2 separate regions of the Rattus norvegicus genome follow, and region 1 is linked to region 2. Evidence: chromatin contacts called from public Hi-C data. All regions are on one chromosome and are shown on one strand. The core of a region is the stretch at or near the end of the contact, and the rest is flanking DNA. Distances in the headings are between cores, read along the strand shown.

Region 1 (6,456 bases), core at 2,123-4,622, 140 kb after region 2:
CAGTTAAGTTTAGGTTCAGTCATGTATTCAGTCATTGTATTACAAACCTTTAATCCCAGTAGTCAAAGCCACTAAGACAGAAGAGCTCCCACACCCCATCCAAGAACAGGATGTCTGTGTTGCCATGCTGACCTCCGACTTCTAGCTTCCAAGATAGGAGAAATGTCTCTGTTGCCTAAGAGACCCCATCCTGTGGTACTTTGTCATAGTAGCTCTGAGTGACTAAGGCAGCAGCCCCTCAGCACTGCACACTGGACAGTTCTCCCAATTGAGTGGGCACCCATAACTTGGAGCATATGTTCTGCAAGCATAATTCTTTTTGGCTTTGCTTCTCAAGTGTGCTAGCTCTTTAACACACACACAGCGACCGAAAGAAACACCCTGTCTTTTCTTGTTTGTTTTTTGTTTTTGTTTTGGTTCAACTCAGGGGTTCTCTGTATAGACTAGGCTGGCCTGGGACTCAGATCTACCTCTTCCTGCAAAGTTCTGCAACTAAAGGTGTGGGCCATCACTGTCTGACCACACCTTTTTATTAAGGAAGGATGAGGAGAGCCACCTCATGGCCAGGGCTTCATCCTGCAGTGAACCAGTTATTGTCCTCTGGTGAGAAGCAGTGGCAGCAACTGACCCTGCCCAGCCTAGATGGGAAGAATATAAAGGAGACACAGCATGCAGAGTGTCTGAACACAGGCTGGAGTGGGAACAGCCGGGTGCTTGTTTCCCACATCATTTTGGATATTTAAAGGACCAGGATAGAAGTGTGACCTAGTCTGTGAAAGACAGGCTACTTTGGCTGTATGACAATAAAGCCTGCGTCTAGTCCCTGGGGTGCAAGGAGAGAACCGATTGTGGATCATATTTCACCTTACACATAGGCCATGACACATATGTATGTATATGGACATACACTGAATAAACGTATAAGTGTAAATTTTAAAATAAATCAGCATCGTAGTTCCCTCCTATCCTCTCAGCATTCTAGAGGCAGAAGTGGGAAGATTGCAACTTAAAGGTAACCTGGGCCACAAAGAGACCCTGGCTCAAAAGGAGTCACAAAAGAGGAGATAAAACTGTTCTTCTTCTAGTTTCAACTCTGAATATGATGCTGATTATGATTATTATTATAGCATGGATACGTGAATAAAAATGTAATTTCTAAGAAAAAGAAAAAGGAGAAATGAAACCAAAAAAGAAAACCAAGTTTAAAAGTTAAAAAACATTTTTTAGTTTTGCGATTATAATTCTGTTACATCATTTCTTCCTTCTCTTCCTCCCTTCAAGCCCCCGCATATCCCCTACCTGCTCTCCTTCAAATTCATGGCTGCTTTGTGTACTAAATATCACTGCCAAACTGACATTTTTTTAAATGACGTGTGTGTGTGTGTGTGTGTGTGTGTTTGTGTGTGTGTTTGTGTGTGTGTTTGTGTGAGAGTGTGTGTTTGTGTGATAGTGTGTGTGTTTGTGAGTGTGTGTTTGTTTGTATGTGTGTGTGTTTGTGTGTATGTGTGTGTGTGTGTGTGTGTACATGCCACACTTTACTTGTGAGTGTCAGAGGACAACTTTCATGAGTTAACTCTTTTCTTCTGTCCCAGAGACTGAACTTGGGTGATGAGTCTTGGGCAGCAGGCAGCTTTACCTGCTAAGCCATATTGTTGGGTCCTAAACCAAAATTTTTACGGGGGTTCATGTCAGGAAAGAACAAAAACCAAAAATGCAGGTGTCTGGGTAGCAGGGCAAAGGGGGTTTGGTGTGTCTGCTGCGTCTCTCCTGTTGAACAACTAGGTATACAATAAGTGTAGTAGGTTTCGATTGGTGTTGTCTGGGGAAATCGTGCTAGTAAATGCTTTCTTTTGTTTGGGTTTCTTGAGACAGGATTTTGCTGTGTTGCCCAGGCTAGCTTTGACCTTTGATCCTTCTGCCTCAGCTTGCTCAGTTCTGGAACTTCAGGAGGGGGACCACTATGCCTGTTGAGATTTACTCTTTCAGCATTAAGTCTGTGGGAGGTGCTGCCATCTGCTCTTAGCTGCACAGGCGTGAGCTCACACTCACAGGAGTTAGCATTTCAGTCAAGAGGTCTAATTTGCTGTGTTCTTTCTCCCTTTGAGAGTGCACCTAAGCTAATAGAAATACTGACTGCTCACCAAACCACGTGTCCTATTCAAAAGGTCATGAATGTAAAGAAGGCCACAGGATCTGGTTAGCCTGTGCATTAGAAAAATTGCTTTAGACAGGATTAGGGGGTGCAGAGGCTGCTTACAGTATTTTTAGGAACGAGGGTGAAGGATGCTATTTGTATGCAAAGCAGTCTCATAAAGGAATGATTTTTTTTTTAAACTTCACATTTATGTAATGACATCTTGTCGCCAGCTGTTCCTGCCCATCTGGCAACTTAAGGATCTCCTTTTAGTGTCTTCGATACACAAATTGCTTACCATTAGGTTTGCCACTGGGCCTGTTTAATTGGTATTAAAACAAAACACCTCGTTTGCCAGATCTACAGTGGTTTCTGGTGGAAGCTGTGAGTGACCTGCAAATCCCTGCCCTGGAGTGGCTGAGAAAATGCAATTACCTCTCTGTGTTCTCCAGAGGCTTCGGGGACTCAACTTAGGGAAAGAATTACTAGCTTGTTGCTATTTCATGTGTGAAATTTTAATGATTTCCTGGCAGTCTAATAGCATCGCTAAAGAAAAAAAAAGATCCAAATAAATCCATTAAATCCATTTTAGAATTTTTAACTAATAGACCTAATGAGGGTTTTTTTGTTCTTTTTTTTTTTTTTTTGGTAGTCTGCCATCCTCATCTATTGAAATTGGTAGTTTCCCCCCTCCCCTTTTTCAGAAATGTTATTTATGATCTCTGGGGGTTTTCGTTTTATAATTAGAAGGTTCTGCAAGCCCTATAGGTATGCTCCAAAAGAATGCTCCTGTGTAAACACAGATCTTTTTAGTCCTTAGAGGTAATTACAGCTGACAATAGTAAATGCCAGAATGCTTATTTAAAGATGGGCGGCCTTTCAGCTTGGGGAACCTGACGTTTTCCAAGGTTGGAAGCTCTTCTGTAGGCAGCAGAAACAAGCCTCGTGGGCTGGACTCAAAGAAATCTGCTTTTAATAAAGCAGAGAGAAAATAAAACGCACTGCTAGTCTTCACTTGGTGGTCTCTCTTCCTCCCTGATTGATTGAGGGCATTATTCCTCCAGGGCTGGCTTGCAGCCCTCCTCTCTGTTACAATCAGTTATTCCATAATCATCTTGTGGAGCACGCTGCAGTGCAGGGAATATTCTCGATTAACACGGCGAGATTGCCATGGAGACAGATTGCCTGGTGTCAGCTCTTGCACGGTGTTCGGAATTTACAGTCCCTAGACATCGTTGTGAGCTGGGCAGTATAGTTACCAGGGTGTCGTCTGGAAGTCATTCCCCTGTCCTTTGAAGGGCAGTGGTGTTTGGAAACCCTCTGGTTCCTTCCTGGGCAGGGGCTGTGCTGCTGCTGCTTCTGCATGTGGCTGCTTTGTTCAGCTCCATCTGAATGGCTGTTGCAAAAAAAAAATAATTATAATCCTGCCCACCTGACCTTTAGAATATGAACTGGCGAGAGCTTGCTGTTTACATGTAGCTTTGTGGGAGACGTGTTGACGCTTTGATTCAAAGAAGTGCTCACGGGAACCCAGAAAGGCTGCTGCGGGTTTCAAACACTGTTTTCATGACGATACACAATAACCCTGTAAAGGACTTGCATAACTGTTTGGTGTTTTACTTTTTAAAAGACCACTTGGGCACAAAGGTGTTTTGAATATGCTAGAAAAATTGGACTGCCAAGCGTGTGCCGTTGCCCCACTCCTTGGGAAGCAGAGGTAGCCTTCAGGCTGTGATGCTGGCCGTGCTCCTGACATCTACCATCTTCCTGCGTCTTCAGAACAGTTCTGTGATGAAAGCAGCTTCGCTTCCTCCTCTTCACAGAAAGGGACTGAAGAGGCTAAGCGGGCTGCATGCCTGTGATTAATTAGACCCGTGGAAATGTGCAGCGTGGCCTCAAGATCCCATTGGGCACTGGGAATGTTTATGAGAGTCTATTGATCATTTTCAAGGGGACCATAGCGGCAGTGGCAGCTTTCTGGACCTCTGTATCCTGGGGCATCACCTACCCCTCGGTAATGCCATTTTCAGAAGAAGACAGCTTTAGGAAATCTGATCTGTGACTTGGTTTGAGCAGATCACTTGTAGGTCACAGGAGTTAATCCCTGGCCTCTGCCTGCCCAGATGAATTTGGGGGTTGGGGGATCCTTAGTTCATCTAGCCCTCAGATATCATTGCCTGCCCAGCCATTTGGAACCAAAGCTCTCGGGGAACACATCTCTTCCAAATGTCCCGGATCTTATCTCTTTCTCTGCAGTGAGTGTCTGTGGATAATATGGTCATGCTTGGAGGATTTCTGGGTCAGGCCAGTACAGTTAAGAATTTCACCTTCAGCATGTTGAAACAGGAAGGTTAAATTAATAGTCAGTTGCTATGTTTCCCAAATTTTACAAACTATTCCTGAAAAACCCAAAATATAATCATATGCAGGACTTTTACAAATGCCAGAGTGTCGGTGTCAGATTCGTAAGAAGAACAGAATTAGAAAGGAAAAAGAGGTTCTAATAATGCTGTACATTTCCCGGGTTGTTTGAGGGCATATTCTAAATTATCCGTGTGGCTAGAAATTATGTCTGTATCTTCATCCATCCACTCACCCTCTCATCTGTTCACTCATCCATCTCGTCATCTGTCTTGCCGCTCTGATAGCCCATGGGTTTAACAGGCTGTAGAGAATATAGATTGTTTTATTGAATGAAATTCATTCCTCACGCTAACGTTGCTGACGAGTGCTTTGAACCAGCGATTTTTGCTGGGTGATAGACTGATTTGGTTCAGGTTCAGTTCAGAGGCCACCATGATCTGGTTTTATTTAGGTCAATAATTCCAGAGAAATGCTCACACATAGTGTGCAGTCCCTTTGAAAGGGGAACACAGGGAGGCTTAGTTTTACCTGCAGTGAAGTATGGATGACCGAGGGGTTGCTTCCCGTCACTGCTTTAGATGGAACAGATACAAAGGTGAAGTCATTGGTGTTAGCTTTACTTACACAGAAGCTGCACACAAGCCTTAAAGCCAGGGCATCCCGGTGTCTTGTGTACTGAGATAATGTGCACTGTGTTCAGCTGGGTTCCTTGAGGCATGAAATACACTGTTCACGAAAGAACAGTATATTTCTCAGCTCTTCTGTCCTTCCCCTGCTTATGGCTTAGGGGAGTTTTCTGGGAAAGTTTTGCAGGACAGATATTCTGAGCCGAGAAGCTGAGTGAGGCCTGAGGTTCCCTGATGCTCAGGGGCTGGAGTGAAGTTGCTGTTTGCACTGTGGTGGTGAAACGTCTTTGGTGTGGGTTTGCTTTCAAATATTCAAGCTGAAAGACGAAGTCAGGCTGTGCGGTGTCCATAGGATCTGTTTCTGTCTTTGCATCCTGATTTTCCTGTTGGGGCAGCCCTTGGCCAGCCTGAGATCCTCTTAGCATTGTCAGATTGAGGAGCCCTTCCTTTGACGGCCCTGCAGACCCTGCCTGGCAGGCTGAGAAGTGGTGTATAGATTCCAGATTGGCTGCCTTTTCTTTTCCTGGGGACTATCTGACATCACAAGAAATTATTCTACTTGAACTCTCCAGCAGAGCCAATTAATTCGGCTTCCTGGGGGAGAGTGTGGTGGTGGAGCTGTGATGGCGTGGGACTGATACAATCCTACGTCCAGGCTGCCCTGACTTCCACTGACTCTCAAGAGTCTGAGATTGGGAGGAGCGGAGTCCCACCGCGTTCTGGTTAAACAGTGGCGCTGTGTTCCTTGCTTTGGCTGTTTCTACTAATGACACAGTAACATAATTAATTGGTAATTAGGATGCCTCAGAGGTCTATTTCCCTTTGAATCGGTGACTAGAGAGAATATGAAACTTGTAAGCACTAGCGTGTTTCCACAAAAGGAAAAGTGTGTGCAGGAGCTCCCAGGCAGTGCTGGGGTTGGATCAGTTGGATCAGCTCTGTGACCAGTGCAGCCATTTGATTTCTGCCCTGCATTCTTGGGCTAACAGTGGTCAATTAGCTACACCTTTCTTCCCAAACAGAAAGAATGGACTTTAGCTCTCTGCACAAGGACTCTATTGTGTCTGCTGTGTCTTTGTCAGTGGGAGTGACTATTTTTAGTTTCCTTCCTGGAGGGCTGCATGCCTGATTTCTCTAGGCCTCAGCACCCTGCTTGCTGTGTTTTCCCAGGGGAAGCTGTGCCTGAGGATGAACAGATCAGTGCCAAGGACCAGAAGAACCTGGAGCCCTGCGACAACACACCCATCATAGACAACATCACACCTGTGGTTGACGGCATCTCTGCTGAGAAAGAGAAGTATGACGAGGAAATCACCAGTCTGTACCGACAGC
Region 2 (6,902 bases), core at 4,245-6,744:
GAGTTACAGATAGTTGTGATTTGCCATGTGGCTGTTGGGAATTGAACCTGGGTCCTCTGAAAGAGCATTTTAACAGCTGAGTCATCTCTCCAGCCCCTCTCTTCGGGTTTTTTTTTTTTATCATGAAGTTATGTTAAAGGTCCCACTGGTGATCATATGTTTTTTGCCCTTGAATTCTTTTAATTTATTATATGTATATATGTATATACATATACATATATATATGTATGTATAATCTCACTATCTAGTCATAATTGGCCTAGAACTCATTAAGTGGACAGGGTGGACAGGGATAGCCTCAGAGTCACAGCAATCTGCTACTTTGTGCAGGGAGTAAGGTGTGTGCCGCTATGCCCAGAAATAAGCTCCTCTCAGTGTGTTCTTGGAGTCAGTTTGTAAGTATTTTATTGCTAGTCATTGTGTCTGTTTGCCATGGGGATTGGTATGCGATTTCCATTCTTTCTTGTGCCTTTTTCTGGTTTGGGTATTAAAGTAATTGATACTGACTTTATAAAATAAGGTTGGAAGCAGTCTCCTTTTTATACAGTTTATGGATTCAGTATTAGTTAAGTATTAGGACTCCGGATTAGGGGTTTTGTTTGTTTGTCTTTGTTTCGAGACAGGGTTTTACTGTGTATCTCTGGCCGTCCTGAAACTCAATCTGTAGACCAAGTCTGCCTGGCTCTGTCGTAAATGCTGGCACTAATGGCGTGTACTGCCACTACCTCTGCCACCTCCGCCACCTGGTTCAGTGTTAGTTTTTTAAAGTAGCATCCCGCGGCTACAGTGCAGTGAATCTCTCTGGCCCCCTTTTTCTTTAAGATTCCTCTTTTTCTTTAAGTTGAAAAAATAATAGTGCTTCAATCTTACCGATGTTTAACTTATGTATATGATCTTCTTAGCATTCTGTCTAAGCTCTACCCCACAGTTACCTGGCAACAGCCAGGTAGGCCTGACTCACTATAAAAGGCGCTGCTTGCCCTCTCCTCCCTCTCTTGCCTCTTGTTCTCTCTCTCTCTCTTGTTCTCTTGCTCTCTTGCTCTTCTCTTGCTCTTGCCTTCCTGTCCCCACTCTCCCCCATTCCCTTCTTCCCCCCTCTCTCTTCACATGCTCATGGGCAGGCCTTCTCTCTCTCTCTCTCTCTCTCTCTCTCTCTCTCTCTCTCTCTCTCTCTCTCTCCCCCTTTCTCTACCTCTACTACCCTCTTGACTCCCCTCCCCATGCCCTGAATAAACTATTCTATACTATACCATTGTGTGGTGGCTGGTCCCTCGGGGGAAGGGATGCCTTAGTGTGGGCCTGCAGAGGCACTCCCTTTCCCCAACACCTCACCACACCTCCACAGAACATACCCCCCCTTATCGTTTTATAAACACATCATACAGTGCCGAGATTTAGAAACTCTACAGGTTTGCGTCTACATGGAGATCCAACTCTCACTTGCCTAAACTTCAGAGAACTGGTAAACATCCGCATGGTTCCAGGCGAGAGCTCTTCAGCTAGGAGCTACCCCTGTGCTGCCCCAGAGAATGGAGACACTCAGCCTTCTCACTGACCCTCGTTCTAGGACATTTTCCCGTGGGTGAGGTTTTCCTCTCTCCTTTTGAGACAGTTTCTTTCTCGCTGCTGAGAATCCCAGGCCAGGCCTGGATAAACTGCTCTCTGTATGCCCTGGGGCTCTGGCTCCGAGCGTAGCCCCAACCCATCAAGGGAGGACCTAGTGGTCTGTCCTTTGCTAGACTCTCTCGTTATTGATGACCCCCTCCTCCCCGCCCCAGGACACTGGTAGGGGCAATCAATAACTGTATTCTCACCCATGTGTCTGTCTTTGCCACCTTGTCCCTACTTACTGGGATGTCTGGGTCTAATTCACAATAAGCAGAAAACAGTACCTCTACATGGCCACTAAACTGGCACTATAAAACAACTCTCTTGCTAGCCATGATCAGTAACATAGGCTTCCCCCTCCTCCCTCTCTCACTGCCACTGCAACCACTGCAGCCTCTGGTTCACCATGTGAAAAGCAGGTCTGGCCCGTCCCTTGCGTCCTGCCAGGGATTTGGCTGTGAGACTTGCTTTCCCATGCACGTGACCACCTACCACGCCAACACTTGTGCTCCCTCAAGAGCGGCTCCTGCTCTCTGCCCACCAAAGCTGCCACTGGGCCCAGCGGGAAAAGCAGCTTTGTTCCTGCCCATCCCTAGGTGCTTCACTCCCCTCCCCCTCCCCCCTCCCCCTCCCTCTATCCCCCCGCCCACCTCAGAGCAGGACAGCTCCAGCCTGTAGCCAGAAGCAGTGGTCTGGGGCTTCTGGCTGCCACATGAAAGCTTTGCCCCACCTGCCAGGTCCCAGCCTTGCATGCCACAGAACCACCCCGGCCCCTTGTCACCGTTGCCACTGCCGCTGCTGCCACGGTTGCCAGCTTTCTTACTTCTTTCCATTCTGGTCTACACCAACTCTAAGCCAAGTGTTTCTCTATTAATGCAAAGCCAAATATTTCTCTACTAACACAAAATGTGTTTCTATTTACACAACCTGTCAAAGTTACTTAAGATTTTCATTCCGATCCTGTCTTGATAATGATTTTTGCTACTGCCATTAAATTATGGTGTGCTCTATTCGGATACTACTGATCGATATAGCCCTCAATCTTGTTAGAAATCTGCTAATTGTTAATATATTTAAGTTTGTGACAGACAGAATCTCCCTAAGCCTTTAACAGTTTACTCCACAAGGTCTCAGAAGAGATGAACACAGCTTCAAGAGTCTGCCTGGATTGTGATATGGTAAGCACCGGGAAACACAGTGGACAAAACTGGATACCTTCGGAGTCAAATGCCTTATCTAAATCAAGGTAAGTCATTTCCCATGTCACATGTATCCATTCCACAGAGAAAAGGCTCTTCATCTTCTGGGCTTGAAAGCCAGACTGACTCTGCCCAGGTTGCCATGGAGACCACAGAGACCACAGGGAACTGTTGGCTAGTAGACTCTGTCATTTTTTTAAATGATATATAACTACACATATGGCTAGATTACAGTTTTCTTCCCCAGATTCCTGAGTACATTGACATGTAAGGTAACTGTAGCTTGACAGCAAACAGACCTAACTCCTTACCTAACCTCGTTTCTAGCCACTAGTTGAGATGCACGCTTTCCCAGATGTCACTGGTACTCCCTTTCCTAAACTCGGTTTTCACTGATTAAATGCTTCATAATTCCTCTTCTTGCTATGCCAGCATTCAAGTGCCTATAAATTTGCCTAACTCTAGTGAAACGTTCCACTATATGATCCAACTACATAGTCACAAATTCTTGTTCCTTCTGCTCCACAAAAAGCTCATCTTGAAGAATGATCATGTTGTTAACTCATGTTGTTATCTTGTTATAAACCTATAAGCCGTAGGAAACCCACTCAGATCTACCTCTCACGAGGTTTCAAATGTACATCTAAGAAAAAAACTTTCCTTCTCCCAAACACACTTTATTTTATTCTCTACCTATAATAAATATATATGTGTGTGTGTTTCAGCTTCTTACTACATCTAGGACAGCTCCAGAGAAGCCACCTCCAAACGTTCCAACCTTCTCTCACAGACACAGACACTTCTCCTGGATCCTATCCTCAGATGGGCCCACAGACCCTGGTCAACAAGAAAACAGCCAACTCTAAGACTGGACAAACATCCCCATATCCACTTTCCTAGGTTCCCTAGAGACATGGCGCCCCCAAAGCAAGCAGGAAGTAGTCAGAGATCACAGTGACCCTATTCCTGCTCCACTGTCGATTGCTTCTTCCTAATTTTTCTTTTTTAATTAGACCAAAACAGGAGAATATTAGCATTCTGTCTAAGCTCTACCCCACAGTTACCTGGCAACAGCCAGAAAGGCCTGCCTCACTATAAAAGGGGTCTGCTTGCCCCCTCCTCCCTCTCTTGCCTCTTGCTCTCTCTCTCTCTCTCTCTCTCTCTCTCTCTCTCTCTCTCTCTCGTTCTCTTGCTCTCTTGCTCCTCTCTTGCTCTTGCCTTCCTGTCCCCACTCCCCCTCCATTCTCTCCCCCCCTCCCTCCATATGCTCATGGGCCAGCCTCTGCTTCTCTACTTCTCTACTCTCTCTCTCTCTCTCTCTCTCTCTCTCTCTCTCTCACACACACACACACACACACACACACACACACACACACACACACACTCTCTCTCTCTCTCTGCCTCTACTACCCTCTTGACTCCCCTCCCCATGCCCTGAATAAACTCTATTCTCTACTATGCAGTCATCATGGCTGGTCCCTCAGGGGAAAGAGACACCTCAGCATGGGCCCTCAGAGGCACCCCCTTCCCCCACACCTCACCACACCTCCATAGAACATATCCCCCCCTCTTCATCTTTTTATAAACACATCAATCTTGACTTAAGTTTGTTATATCATATACATCTAGAAATCCATTCATTTTTCTTTTCATATTTGTGTGTGTGTGTGTGTGTGTGTGTGTGTGTGTGTGTGTGTGTGTGTACATACACGGGTTGCACACACAATGGTGTGGGTTTGGAGCTGAGAGGACAGTTCGTGAGAGTTGGTCTATTGGTGGGAATATGGTATTGAGTTACTCTCTATAACTGTGACTATATGTCTAATACTTATTTGTCTCTTGAAGTCTGCTGCACCTGGGTTCAGCATACAGAAATTTAGAATTGTAATGTGTTCCTGATGGCTTGTTCCCTTAGGGTGAATGACCTTCTCTGTGTCTTGTGACTTTGCGTTAGGGTCTATTTCAACATCTTTATCCTGAGGTTTCAACGCATTTATCTTTAACTCAGGGCTGTGCTCCAAATGCCACTCTCCTATTTTATTTCCTTGATGTTCTGGTCTCTTATCGTTTACTCCTTGCAGATCCCCCTCTTCAGAGAAGCCCTGCTGTTTGTTTTATCTCTGTGTCTGTGAGAGAAGGTTGGCGTGTTGGGAGGTGGCTTCTCTGGAGTTGTCCTAGATGTAGTAAGAAGCTGAAACACACACATATATATTTATTATAGGTAGAGAATAAAATAAGTGTGTTTGGGAGAAGGAAAGTTTTTTCTTAGATGTACATTTGAAACCCGGAGGAAGCCCACCCCCTAGAATAGGGAGTAAGTGGGAACTTGCCCTCTGGGCATCCTCCCCAGGGAGCATGGGACCTTATTTTCTGTCCCAGTCCTTACTATGAGTGTTAGGAATGGTGTGACTATTTTATTTGTGAGATCGATGGTCCTTTTATCTCTCTCCTGGAGCCTCATCTTGGTAGGACTTGTTCTCTGTTGCATCTCGGGCACCTGGCCCAGGACTAATTATTGAGATGCTTTTTGAATAAGTGAGTAAAAGAGAAGCTATAGTGCTATTAAGTAAGCAGAGAAGACTTCCTGCTTCCCTTCCATTGTCATTTTAACTGAAAATACAGTGGCCACCAAACTAAAATAGTGTCTGCTGAACAGGCCGACCCCTGCGTCAGAACTTGCTTTTCCTGGGGAGGCCTTCCTGGAAGGTGGTGGCTGTCTTACGTACTCCTCAGTCATCGCCTGGCAGATGGTCGTGGGTGGAAAGTGGCAGAAAATAGGACTTACGACGTCCCGAAGTGGTTTTTCTGTGTGTATTTATATGAATAAGTACTCGTGTTCAAACGTGAGCGAATCCAGGAGCAGCCCGAGAGCAGCCCTGTGGCCATCCTGCTTGTTAGCCTTTTATCAGTGATCACTGTGAGACACGTGGCGGCGTCTTCTGTGTTCCCTTCTTCATGGCGTTGTTCAGGTGACTTGTCAGCAGTCAGCAGTCGTTCAGTGAACTGTCAGCTTTCCACTTCAGCTACTTTGGAAGGAGGCTCCTTGCAGCAATCGGAGCCACTTCTGATTGTGAAATATGGACTCTTGTTTCCAGAAGTTGATGTTCAATACCAGTGACCCAAAGGTAGCTTGGACTGAGCTAATCTGTCGTCTATAAACCGATGTGCTCTAGCTGTTTGAAGGAGGTGTTTTTCTGTTTACAAATGAGTGGAAAAAACCTTTCTCCAAGCTTCTGCCCTTTTCCATATGTCCTGGGGAATAAATGGCATAGGATTTTTTTTTTAGCTGAAAAAGAACTTCTTCAGATGATGTAATCTGCTCCTCAGCTGGGTGGCAGACAGGTGGAAGCTTGTCTGAATCAGAGCTGGGTGGCGCCCAGTCCATGCCAGGGCCACGTGCTTCACTTACAGGACAGTGCCACAGATCGCTCCAGCAGCTTTCGGCTCTTAGTCATAAAATCTGGAAGTGTCAGGTGACACTATTACTCATAGCACTGAGATGCTTCATCATATACATTGTATAGGTTAGAGCAGTGGTTCTCAACCATCCTAAGGCTGACACCCTTTAATACGGTTCCTCTTGTTGTGGTGCCCCCCCACACCCCCCAGCTATAAAATTATCTTTGTTGCTACTTTGTAACGATAATTTGCTACGTTATTTTGCTACTATAAATTTGCTATAGAACTGTAATATAAATATCTGTGTTTTCCGATGGTCCTAGGTGACCCCTGTAAAGGGTTGTTCCAACGGCAAAGGGGTCTCGACCCACAGGCTGAGAACCGCTGGGTTAGAGACTCTTCTTAAATGTCTTGCAATCAGTATATTTTTTAATTAATTAATTTATTTATTTAAATTTATATGAGTACACTGCAGCTGTCCTCAGAGACACTAGAAGAGGGCATCAGATCCCATTATAGATAGTTGTGAGCCACCATGTGGTTGCTGGGAATTGAACTCAAGACCTCTGGAAGAGCAGTCGTTGCTCTTAACCACTGAGCCATCTTTCCAGCCCCGCAATCAGTATTTTTAAGTGCTCATTTGCTATTAGGGTGATACTAAAGATTGTTCTGTCTAAGTAGATGCTCACCAAGTCA

Evidence for each region. A called contact is a pair of places that touch in the nucleus more often than the background predicts.
Region 1: a contact with region 2 is called in a Hi-C map of frontal cortex, with 2.3 times the contacts expected there. The contact joins two enhancer-like sites. A contact is called at or near these places in 2 of 12 Hi-C or Micro-C datasets (frontal cortex and mammary epithelial cells).

Annotation. Positions count from the first base shown.
Region 1 is chr3:54,533,044-54,539,499 of GRCr8, forward strand. Kif5c (kinesin family member 5C) reads left to right here. Exons shown (of 26, transcript NM_001107730.1): 12 at 6,295-6,456. Among named protein-coding and RNA genes, the nearest start is that of Lypd6b, 72 kb to the right of the region's middle. Within about 2 kb of position 3,373, at least 10 of the 93 cell types and tissues checked have an H3K27ac peak or open chromatin away from gene starts, as enhancers often do.
Region 2 is chr3:54,386,572-54,393,473 of GRCr8, forward strand. No RefSeq gene overlaps it. Among named protein-coding and RNA genes, the nearest start is that of Kif5c, 51 kb to the right of the region's middle. Within about 2 kb of position 5,495, at least 7 of the 93 cell types and tissues checked have an H3K27ac peak or open chromatin away from gene starts, as enhancers often do.